Regions from separate parts of the Ovis aries genome. Here region 1 is linked to region 2. Evidence: chromatin contacts called from public Hi-C data. All regions are on one chromosome and are shown on one strand. The core of a region is the stretch at or near the end of the contact, and the rest is flanking DNA. Distances in the headings are between cores, read along the strand shown.

Region 1 (6,038 bases), core at 220-2,719, 130 kb before region 2:
TGCCCAGAGGAACCTTGCATGAGTAAAACATGACTTCTTTTTTTTTTTCAAATATATTTCAGTTTTACAACAAGCCAAATAAAATTTAGTAACAACCTAACTGGTACAGTTTTTCATACCCTCTTTCCTCAGTTCACCTTGGAATCTCACTTTCAGTGCAGTAAAATCTACCAAACCTATCAGATTTTTTGTTCCATGAAGTTGTATGGTATTGCACAGCAAAGGAACCTCTCACAAATAAATCTTCCAGTTTTTCCGCAGATGTATTAGAATGAGTTTTTGGGGGGCGGGCGGAGGCAAGGGGCTGTGCTGGGTCTTTGTTGCTGCACACGGGGGGTTTTCTCTAGTTGCAGCAAGTAGGGGCTGCTCTTCATTGCGGTGCGTGGGCTTCTCACTGCGGTGGCTTTTCTTGTGGAGCACAGGCTCCAGGCGCACGGGCTTCAGAAGCTGCAGCATGCAGGCTCAGCAGTTGTGGCTCCTGGGCTCTAGAGCTCAGGCTCAGTAGTTGTGCCACACGAGCTTAGTTGCTCCTCAGCATATAGAATCTTCCCAGACCAGGGATCAAATCTGTGTCCCCTGCATTGGCAGGCAGATTTCCGTCTACTGTGCCACCAGGAAAGTCCTGGAGTGAGTTTTCATGCAGCTGGCCTCTCTGTGCAAACAGTGAGTACCATGTTTCAGCTGCAGACCTATAGAAAGTTGACCTTGGAGAATAAATTTATGCTCCTGATCCAGACTGCTGGCTTAGTTTTAAATGAAGCATTCTAAGCCTCCGCTGCAGACGGTACATTGAGAATTTCTGGGGGTGAGACAGGAAAACAGACCCCAGGTGATGTTTAACTCACAGGAATTCCTCTGTTCTCAGCTTGGGCTGCACAGAGGAATCACCTGCCCGAAGAGCTTTAAAATCCAAGCTGCCTGCTCCCCACCCCAGAGTCTAAGTAAACTGGTCTGAGTGAGGCCTTGATCTGGGGGTTTTTAAGAACTCCTCCAGGGATGCTCTGTGCAGGCATGATGGTAACCCTGGCACTATAGCTTTGAGAGACTGAAACATCCTCTGCTAAGAAGGTGACCAACTCATGAGTTTGCACAGGACTCCCCAGTCTGAAAACTCAAAGTTCCATGTCCCCTTCAGTCCTGGGAGCACTGGGACTGTTGGCCATCTAAAAAAGATTTTCATCCGCATGCAACTAAAGACCAACAGGGCACAGAGCAGGAAGCAAAGCACGGAGCCTAACACTTTCCCAGTTAGGCGCCCCCTCCCCTCCCCAGCGCCAGCTTCCTCCACCGTCTCCTTTGGGAACTGCTGCAAGGGTGTGGCTGCCCCAGGGCTCCAGCCCTGATTTCCTGATAATTCAAAGGCATTTCCCGGTTGGCCTGAAATTTCTGTTTCCTGTTCTCTCCCACACTATTTTTAGGTGCAGCAGACAGTTTCTGCCTGGGCCTGCCCTACCCACCCCGGTGTCTATCCCAGACCCTGGAACCCAGCAGGGTGGGCCTACAGGATGAAGGGCCTGATCCCAGGGGCTAGGGCCCTGCCATCCAGGGGGGCGGTGGAGTGCCCAGGTGGCGCTGTCACCACCCCCATGGCCCACTCTGACTTGGTGGGGTGCCCCTAGGCTACACTGCTTTTTTGTTTATCTTACAAGCTTTAAAATAAATAGTATTTCCCCATTTCCTTTTCCTTAGGCCTGGCTGTTCTAAGCTTCCTGTATCTTTATGTATCAGTCTACAGCCTCAGTTCAGTTCGGTTCAGTCCCTCAGTGGTGTCTGACTCTGCAACCCCACGGACTGCAGCACACCAGGCCTCCCTGTCCATCACCAACTCCCGGAGTTTACTCAAACTCATGTCCATTGAGTCGGTGATGCCATCCAACCATCTCATCCTCTGTGTCCCCTAAAGGCTGAGAAACCCAATAGGAGGGCCTATCAAGTAGCCCCACTACAATTACCCACGCTGGATAGCAAAGTCCCAGGCCTGAAGGGCTGCCTTTAGTCTGTCAAACACTTCCTGTGTGTTAGGCACTGCATTTATTTTGTCCGAGTTCACTGCAGTATCATGAGACGACAAGAGCCTCTATTTCTGGGTCAGGCACCTGAGGCTCAGAGAGGCAAACAACTTACCCCAGGTCACACAGCAGCAGGGCTGTCACCTGACCCCAGATGGACTGGCTGATAGTCTGCATGGCAGCATTGCCCCAACTCTTTTTCACCATTGCCCTTCTCAGGAGACTTTGTAGTCATTTTGTTTTCCTCTGATCACTCCCTCCCTCCCCCATGAAATTTTAATAGTATGGAGATCCTGCGTATCTGTGTAGGTACTATATGGCTACATAATACACAAACAGAGAGAGACTGTTTTCCTCTTCAAGAACCACTGCACCCCTTCGGGGGTGGTCTCACTCCTGTTAAGAAGGCCAGCAGGGCCTGAAGTCTAACTGATTCCTTCCTTTAGTATTGGATATAGGTAGAGAAGTGAAGTGAAGTGTTAGTCACTCAGTCATGTCCAACTCTTCTCGATCCCACAGACTGTAACCCACCAGGCTCCTCTGTCCATGGGATTTCCTGGGCAAGAATACTGGAGTGGGTTACCATTTCCTTCTCCAGGGGATCTTCCTGACCTGGGGATCAAACCCAGGTCTCCTGTATTGCAAGGAAGATTCTTTAGCCACCAGGGAAGCCCAGGTGGAGGGGAAGGGTAAATCCATAAAGAAGGTTCTCCCAAATCAATCCTCCCCAAAACTCCAGTGTGAAAAGAAGAGCTGGTTCATTAAAAGAGCTCGATGTCAAACATGTCTGCAGAAGGCTGAAGGCAGGACCATTCCACCTCCTGGAGAGTCATCCTACCAAAATCCCTGAGCAGCTACTTAGAAACACACCTGTTTTATTTTTACACCAGTACATATTAACTTAGGGCCACAAATGTCTCCTCTTTCTGGCATTTGGGGTCTAGTTCCTTGACCAGCGATCGAACCTGGGCCCCCTGCATTGCAAGCGCAGAGCCTTAGGCACTGGACCACTAGGGAAGTCTCTTTCCTTTAATTTGTGTTTTTCTTTTTTTCTTTGGCCCTGTCACACAGCTTGTGGGATCTTAATTCCCCGACCAGGGATTGAACCCACACACTCAGCAGGGAAAGCACAGAGTCCTAGCCACTGGACTGCGAAGGAATTCCCTCATAAATTATTTTGAATTCATATTTGTAGAACATACTTTTGAAAATGCTGCTGTAGATAGAGTTGTCTTCTTTTCTAAAGTGGGTCTTTCCGGTGATGTTTGGCCCAGAAGGTGAACAAACAGCTTTTTCTGTGAGTCGGTCAAGGCAGGCCAACCGGTCCACAGAGCTCTGACCATCAGTCCAGAGAACATGCAACATAGACCCAGACCTCCATGCCGGATTCCAGGCAGGAGCAGGCAGAGAAAGATGTTTTACGATACGGTCATGAAATCCTGGTTTATTTGACTCCCTGGTGGCTCAGACAGACAGAATCTGCCTGCAATTCAGAAGACCCGGCTTAGATTCCCTGGGTCGGGAAGATCCCCTGGAGAAGGAATTGGCACCCCACCCCAGTATTCTTGTCTGGGAAATCCCATGGACAGAGGAAGCTGGCGGGCTACAGTCCAAAGGGTCGCAAAAGAGTCGGACACGACTGCTCGACTAGCATCAAATCCTTATTTATTTGACACAAGCGTGTTGCCCATCTTCTTTGTGCCACAGGGTGGAGCTGCTGGGGGTGGGGCCCCACCGTCCGTGTGGTAGTGTCTGCGTCCTGGTGTCACAGCAGCTGGCACGCTGAGCCTCCCCGAGGCAGGTCCTGCTCTATGTCACTGATCTGCTAAACCTTTGACATCACCTGCCCCCGCTCCGTACCAGAACCCTCTGGGGACCGCAGGGAGGACACAGCCGAGTCAGAGCACTTATCCTGACGTGGCCTCGCGGCTTGCCCGTCGAGACCCTCGGGGGCAGGTGTGTTTATGCATCTTGCTGTCCCCTGTGTCTAGCACGGTGCCATGCGTGTTCCAAGCACCGAATAAATGCTCGTTGCACCCGTAACCAAATGCACACGCGAGTGAAAGAATCACTCCCTGAGCAGAGAGGATAGCAAGCCCAGTGGTGTCCCAAGGAGCCAGACAGCTCTATAGGGAACAGGAGTAGTACCCAGAACACCTGGACAGCACACCAACCGCTAGTCCTGGTGTTTAATTGTGTAGGGAACCTGCATCGTGTAATTTTGGTAGTCACCAATAAGTCCCTTGTTTTTAAAATCCTTGTTAGGGAAAATGAAGCAGCTGAGTATGGTATGGCAATGTCTACACCCCTGTCACCCAGGCACTGCCCAAAGTGATGGGAATCCGCTGGGGCCCCTGAGGGACTGCTTCACAGACAGACGGCCACCAGAAGGGCCGGGGTGCAAGCTGGGGTAACACTGATACACACAGTCCTGTCACGGCACCCACCCCAGTATCTGTCTCATTCTCACACGGCCCCAGGGAGCAGGCAGCTTTGGAGTGGTTGTTGTTCAGCCGCTCAGTGGTGTCCGACTCTGCGACCCCATGGACTGCAGCACGCCTGGCCTCCCTGTCCATCACCAGCTCCCGGAGCTTGCTCAAACTCATGTCGGTGATGCCATCCAGCCATCTCATCCTCTGTCGTCCCCTTCTCCTCCTGCCTTCAATCTTTTCCAATGAGTCAGCTCTTCACATCAGGTGGCCAAACTATTAGAGCTTCAGCTTCAGCATCAGTCTTTACAATGAATATTCAGGGTTGATTTCCTTTAGGATGGACCCCCATTTATGGTTGAGAAGTTTGGGGAAGCTGGGAAGAAACTCGGCCGCCTCAGGTGCAGAGATGGAGGAAGAAGAAGGGTAGAGGAGGGGGTCGGAGGCGGAAACAGGACGCTCCCAAACCTCAGCCCTGAAGGCACGTCCAGTCGCGCTACCGCGTTCAGCCAGCAGGTGGCAGCCCCAGGCCAGCTGAGCTGACCATGGTGTCCCCGCGGCCACCCAGAGCGCAGCCTGAGGCAGAGGCCGGAGAGAGTGTGTGGAAGAGGCCAAAGGACACAACACACACACACAACACAAACACACACCACAACACCTATACACCACACATACACACTCCACACACCACGTACCACACACAACACCTATACACCACACATACACACTCCACACACCACTTACCACACACAACACCTATACACCACACATACACACTCCACACACCACTTACCACACACAACACCTATACACCACACATACACACTCCACACACCACTTACCACACACAACACAACACCTATACACCACACATACACACTCCACACACCACTTACCACACACAACACAACACCTATACACCACACATACACACTCCACACACCACTTACCACACACAACACCTATACACCACACATACACACTCCACACACCACTTACCACACACAACACCTATACACCACACATACACACTCCACACACCACTTACCACACACAACACCTATACACACACACACACCACACACCACTTACCACACACAACACAACACCTATACACCACACATACACACTCCACACACCACTTACCACACACAACACCTATACACCACACATACACACTCCACACACCACTTACCACACACAACACAACACCTATACACCACACATACACACTCCACACACCACTTACCACACACAACACCTACACACACACACACATACACACATCCACACACAACTTACACACAACACCATACACCATACACACACACCACACACCACTTACCACACACAACACCTATACACCACACATACACACTCCACACACCACTTACCACACACAACACCTATACACCATACATACACACTCCACACACCATGTACCACACACAACACCGATACACCATACATACATACTGCATACACCACTTAGTTGGCTTCAAACTCAACATTCAGAAAACTAAGATCATGGCATCTGGTCCCATCACTTCATGGCAAACAGATGGGAAACAGTGGAAACAGTGAGAGACTTTATTTTGGC
Region 2 (5,791 bases), core at 1,078-3,577:
ATGTGCACCGCCTTCGCTCAGCCTGTTTCCCATCCAGCGGTGAGCTGCGGCCAGCAGAGCTGTGTGCTGTGATGAGAGCTCAGGGTTTTGAACTGCCCAGTGGAGCGTTTTCCTTTTGTTAAGTGCTAGTCTTAGTCCAGTAAATTCATTTCAAGCCTCACTGATGGATCATGAGCCTCATGGCCCATTTGAGATGTATTGCATCAGAGTCTCTTGGTGTGAATCGGAGCATTCGCATTTCGGGGGACCCCCCACCCCATCCCACCCCATCCCACCCCTCTCCCCCTCCTGCTGCCATGTCATGTGGGTACCTGGTGAAGTTACTAGAGAACCACACCCCGACAGCACGGTTATGTCCTGTGTAAGAGCAAGGGCCCCGAGTCGGATAAACCTGGATTCCAGTCCCTGCTCTGCCATGCGTTAGAGCGGAATTCATAAGCCCCTCTGAGGCTCCATTGCCTTGTCTATGAAAGGGGTGATTATGGTACTTTCCTCAGAGTCACTGTGAGGCCTGAAGAAGAGAGTAGGACCCTGGCAGAAGCAGTTACTCAGCTGACATCTGCTCTGGCACTGTCACTGCTGTTGATACTTCTCTCGGGTTCCCACACCGGCTCATCTAGTCTGCTCATCCTGTACTAGGTGCCGGGACCTGGCTTCCTCAATCTGCCTCCTCTTTCTCATAGCTTGCCTCCTTCTGCTTGTGGTCTGTAAAGCCAAAGTGGGGTGGGGCAAGACTGAAGAACCTCAGAAAACTGAGAACAGGAAAGACTATCCTTTTTCTGTTTAAACCACTCACCTTTCCTCATAAGCTTTGTTTTCCCATTTACAGAAACACAGGTCACTGTTGAAGGAACTCAGCACACCTCCAGGGAGACGCCAGCTGTCACCATCACCGCTGGAGTTCAGCAACCCACAGGCTCTTCACTGGGACCTGGGACCACATCTCTGGTCAGGAGATCTACCATCTCCAGCACTCAGTTGACGTCAAATGCCCCTCAAAGCTCCAGCACCCGTTCTCCCACCTCAGTAATTCCAACAAATATAGGGCAGGTAAGAGAGCCCAGACTCAGAGAGAAAGGGACTCCAGGAAGAGCATCTCTACCCTTCTCTACCAGAGCCCCTGGCGGGGGTGTGAGAGCCAGTATCCTTCACCCACTGTCTCTGGCTTTGCTGGACTCGGCTTAGAGAACGGGATAACCAGGAACATACCTGGCTGTCAGACCCCAGCTGGCCAGCTCCCAGTTTGCCGCAAGTTACTTGCCTGGTGTCACCCACCTAACTGTGTGTGTGTGTGTGTGTGTGTGTGTGTGTGTGAGTCGCTTCAGTCGTGTCCAGCTCTTTGCAGCCCCATGGACTGTAGCCTGCCAGGCTTCTCTGTCCATGGGATTCTCCAGGCAAGAATACTGGAGAGGGTTTTCATTCCCTCCTCCAGGGGAGTCTTCCCAACCCAGGGATCGAACCCTGGTCTCCTACATTGCAGGCAGATTCTGAGCCACCAGGGAAGCACCTAAGGGAGGGAGGGAGGATTCAAAGATGAGATCTTATCAAGTTCAGCCTGGCCCTTAATCCCAGTGGCTTCTTTCAGATCCAGTGCCGTCCTCCTGAAAAGCTGAATGAGAGCAAACTCTCCCTGAACATCTCGGGAGCCAACAGTTGTGTGAGTACCTTGCTCCCCTGGGCCCCATCCTGACCTGCATCTTCCAAAGGCGGTTTAGCTCCACGATCACTGAAAGTGGAAGGGAATGGAGTGTTCCTTGTAGAAAGGAGCTGAGAGATGTGTTCATTTCCTGCCCTTGTTTTTGGTCCTTCCAATCTTACAGAGGGTCAGAACCAGCTTCTCTAAAGGAAGCCCCGCCCACAGGGCTGCTACAGGGCCAGAAATACCAGGTCTCCTGAGCTTTCAGTTCTGAGAGTCTGACCCAAGCCCTGGTTCTTGCTTGCTTCTAGTTCAGGATGTGACTTTGCTAAGCCCATCTCTTTGGGCTTCAGAGGCCTCAGTTGAAGAGAAGAGACTTAGTCTGCCTAACTTTCGTTGTTCTAAGAGTCTATGGTTTTATATTTCCTGCTCCATGTATTATCTGACAGCTTGCCTCTAACCCAGGGGAGCCGTTGCCAACAGCTGTTCTTCCACTCAGGGTGGTGTGTGTGTGTGTATTGTTTGAGGGAGCTGGTGTCAGCACGTGTGTGAGTCCATTTGCATGAAAGAGAGAGTGTAGCCGTGTTGTCCACTGCCTTCAGACTGCTAGTCTCCCTAGGATTAAGGGCTTTAGTCTGGGGATATCTGCCGCAGTGCTTACTCAGTAGCTGAGGTCCGAGTGAGTGCTAGTGATGGATGGCTCACTGCCGCCCTCTCCTGGTCAGTGGCTATTTTGCAAACACCCCTAGGAACCAGAAAGTGAAAGCAAGCGGCAGGGAAAACTTGGGTTTACAATAATTTAATGCTACCTATTTTCTGCAGTTGTTTTCTTTTGGGTGTCCGTTTTGCTGGAATTTTCCAAGTGAACTATAGAAAAGCTGGAGTTTTCAAACAGAGCAGGGTTTTCCTGGGATTGGGCTTGTTGGACAAGGCGAGAACCACGCTGACGCTTGCCCAGCCTTTCCTCCAGCTCTCTTTTTGGCTGAAACTTGGCAGGGGTGTGTTTGGTGGTAAGCCTTCTTTTCCTTTGCCATAAATGCGAAGAGGAAAGCCCTGCATCTTTACCTGGTAGGAGGGCTGGAGAGCTAGTAGGCCTAAGGAAATTCCAGGTAGAAAACCCAAGGGATGGGTTGTGGGACAAGCCAAAGCAAGAGTCCTTTTCTTCATCTTGGTGTCCTTATTCCAAAGTCTGGTCAGAGAAACACCAGTTTGGGGTGCCTCTGGAAGACTGGGTAAAATCTCCCCACACTTTGCTTCCTCACCCTCAGCCCCAAAGCCACATCAGCCATGCTCTTTCTGCTTAGAAATATAGAGGAAGCCCCTCAAAGATGTCCTGTGCGTCTTTCAGACACTCCTGAGTCCCCCCTGTGCAGTGATGGCCTTGCCCTTCTCTTGTCAGCCTATTTAGGTGTTCGGTCTTAGCCGAGGGATGGATGACCTTGAGCTGAGAGCCGGGCACTTCCCCTCCCGAGGTCTCTGAACTCAGCATCAAGGGCTGGTGAATGCAGGTTCATTGGCATCTTTGCACTGGCAGTGCCTCCGCAGGTCCTTCCAGGAGAGAGAAATGATGACGGGCAGCAGGTCATGATTAAAGAGCTCTGAGAGAGAGGGGCACACTCAGGGGAATGGCATTATTCAACCAAGATGAGATAAATGGGACGGGGGGTCGAGGGAGGAGACGTCCACCTGAGCCAGAGAAGGCAGGGGCTGGCCCAGGAGGAGAGCATGTCACCCGCCAGTCCAGGCGATCGGTTCACAGCTGGCAACAGCCTTGTCCTGACCTTAGCTTGCAAGGGTGGCCCCACAAGCCTAGGCTGCTGTCATGATCCCCGAGCAATTACCTGTCGTCTTCCCACAACAGAACACAGTCGCTTCGAATCACAAACTGGTCGAGGTGTTGTGCCAAGCAGTAAAACCCTCCTTCAACAAAACTCAAGATCAGTGCTATATAGAGATGGCTCCTGGTTCACATGCCCAGGAAGTGGACATCAAACACATTACCATCATCAGTGAGTTGAGGGCCAGGGCGGGGAGGCCTCTCTGGGGTGGGAATGGGGCAGGGGGGTGACAGGAGCCACAAGGATGGGTCAGTTGTCAACTCTCCGTCACCTGCACGAGAGACACTGCTCAGGAGACGGACGAACAGGAAGCCCCCTGTCCCTGCCGTGTCTCTCTGAGCTAGACCACTGAACCAGCATCTCTCCCTCTCCCCCTCAGCAAAGCTCCATCCCACGGACGTTTATAAATTGCTGAAAGACAACTGGGACAAACTAGAAGACGTAAGTGGGCAGCCCCACATGCTGGGACAGACTGGGTCAGGAGCCTGTCCCTCAGAAGCCCGCGGTTCCCTGGTTCCACTGTTTCTCATTGTTGAGGAACCTCTGGTTTGCAAGCATCTAGATGGGAGGATAAAAGGGGACAGCAGGGCGGTGGAATAGGCCCCCCAAACCCCACGTGGAAGAGCTTGTAAGTGAATGGGAGTTCTGAGAGAGAGAGACCCAGAACCCGTTTTCTGCTATGTCACTCTCTCTTTCCTGGCCAGGTGGGAGTCAGAGACATGCAGTTTGATGGGCAAGGACCACCAGAAGAGATGGAGGACCGGTTCAGCATGCCTCTGATCATCACTATTGTCTGCATGGCATCCTTCTTGCTCCTGGTGGCGGCCCTCTATGCCTGCTGCCACCAGCGCCTCTCCCATAGGAAGGACCAGGTGAGGACCAAGCAGTCCAGTTCACTGGATGACTTTCACCCTGTTATTCACATGTTAGAAAAAAGCCATTGGCCCTTTCAGATAGGCAGAGGTCACTATCCCTTATAGGAAATGGAAATTTGCCTGAAGAATTAAAGAGGCGGCAAGGGTTTTGGAGTCAAAGAATTCTTGGGTTAAACCCTAGCTCTGCTTCTGATTAACTGGGTAACCTTGAACAAGTCATAATCTCTGAGCTTCAGGTTTCTCACCTGTGTAGTGGGAATATCCACCTTGCAGAGTTGCTCTGTGGATCCATTCCTGTAAATGGGCTGAGGCATACCCATCTAACCAGGTTTTTCATCTACCTTACTAGGATTCCCTTGTAACAGTTCCGCCCAGATTCAGGGTTCTCAACCCTGGCTGCACACCGTGGAGAGCTTTAAAAGAAATCCCGCTGCTTAGTCTCCTCAAACCCCAACTGAAATGGCATTTCTGGGTCACTGTATTCGTTTAAAGATTGCCAGGGACGGTCCTCTGCCACTGAGGTTGTATCCTGGGTAAAGAAGGAGAGAAAGCTCCCTTCAGATGGTTTCCACCTGCAGCGGGAGGGCAAAAGTTTTTGTACGCGTCATGTTTGGCCCTAGAGAAGTCCCAGTCATTCAGCCTGATGAAAGTCATTTTCTTAGAGTTCTTCCCTGTTCAGAGAAGTGGTGAGGAGGGACATTGAGAGGAACGTTTGATGGGGAAGGAGTGGAGGAGAGGAGATGGGAGAACAAAGTCCATCTCTACTGACGTCACATATTTGCTGCCAGGGGCCGAGCTGGGAATTCTAGGGATGCTGGGCAGGTTCTCATCTCAGACTTTCCCTGAGGCAGGCCGGCAGTCAGAATTGGCCTCCAGGACCACCTGTTGTTCACATTAGCTAAATTGGGGCTCCTGAATTAGAGGGGTAGAAGTGCCAATATTAAGGCTAGAGCAAGGCTGAGAACTCTCAAAAACTACCCTTTTTTCTTGGGTCACCTCTCGCACTCTAGCAACGACTAACAGAGGAGCTACAGACGGTGGAGAATGGTTACCATGACAACCCGACACTGGAGGTGATGGAGACCTCCTCAGAGATGCAGGAGAAGAAGGTGGCGAACCTCAACGGGGAGCTGGGGGACAGCTGGATCGTGCCTCTGGACAATCTGACCAAAGACGACCTCGAAGAGGAAGACACACACCTCTAATCGGGGCTGCTGGCCGTCTCCGGCGGTGCAGAGCTCCAGCCCAGCCACCTCAAGTGCCATTTGTAAGGGGAGGAGGAAGATCCTTCCCCTTAGAGGGAAAGACTGGGGAAGGAGAGCAGACTCGGAGGGTCCCCTCCTCCCAGTCCCCACAGGCCTTAATTTTTCCCTTTTCAATCTGAACAGATCACATTCTGTGTAGAATCCTCTTGTAGAATAACCCACTAGTGCCTGAGCGCA

What was found. A called contact is a pair of places that touch in the nucleus more often than the background predicts.
Region 1: a Hi-C map of tail adipose tissue shows a contact between it and region 2, with 12 times the contacts expected there. The contact joins two enhancer-like sites. A contact is called at or near these places in 10 of 16 Hi-C or Micro-C datasets (blood, hypothalamus, liver and 5 more).

Annotation. Positions count from the first base shown.
Region 1 is chr4:97,030,337-97,036,374 of ARS-UI_Ramb_v3.0, reverse strand. All of the region lies in intron 2 of LOC132659763 (a long non-coding RNA gene), which reads right to left. Among named protein-coding and RNA genes, the nearest start is that of PODXL, 82 kb to the right of the region's middle. Within about 2 kb of position 1,469, at least 4 of the 54 cell types and tissues checked have an H3K27ac peak or open chromatin away from gene starts, as enhancers often do.
Region 2 is chr4:96,902,882-96,908,672 of ARS-UI_Ramb_v3.0, reverse strand. PODXL (podocalyxin like) reads left to right here. Exons shown (of 9, transcript XM_042249312.1): 4 at 830-1,050; 5 at 1,586-1,657; 6 at 3,498-3,645; 7 at 3,854-3,915; 8 at 4,179-4,346; 9 at 5,360-5,791. The coding sequence ends at 5,554. Among named protein-coding and RNA genes, the nearest start is that of PODXL, 46 kb to the left of the region's middle. Within about 2 kb of position 2,327, at least 9 of the 54 cell types and tissues checked have an H3K27ac peak or open chromatin away from gene starts, as enhancers often do.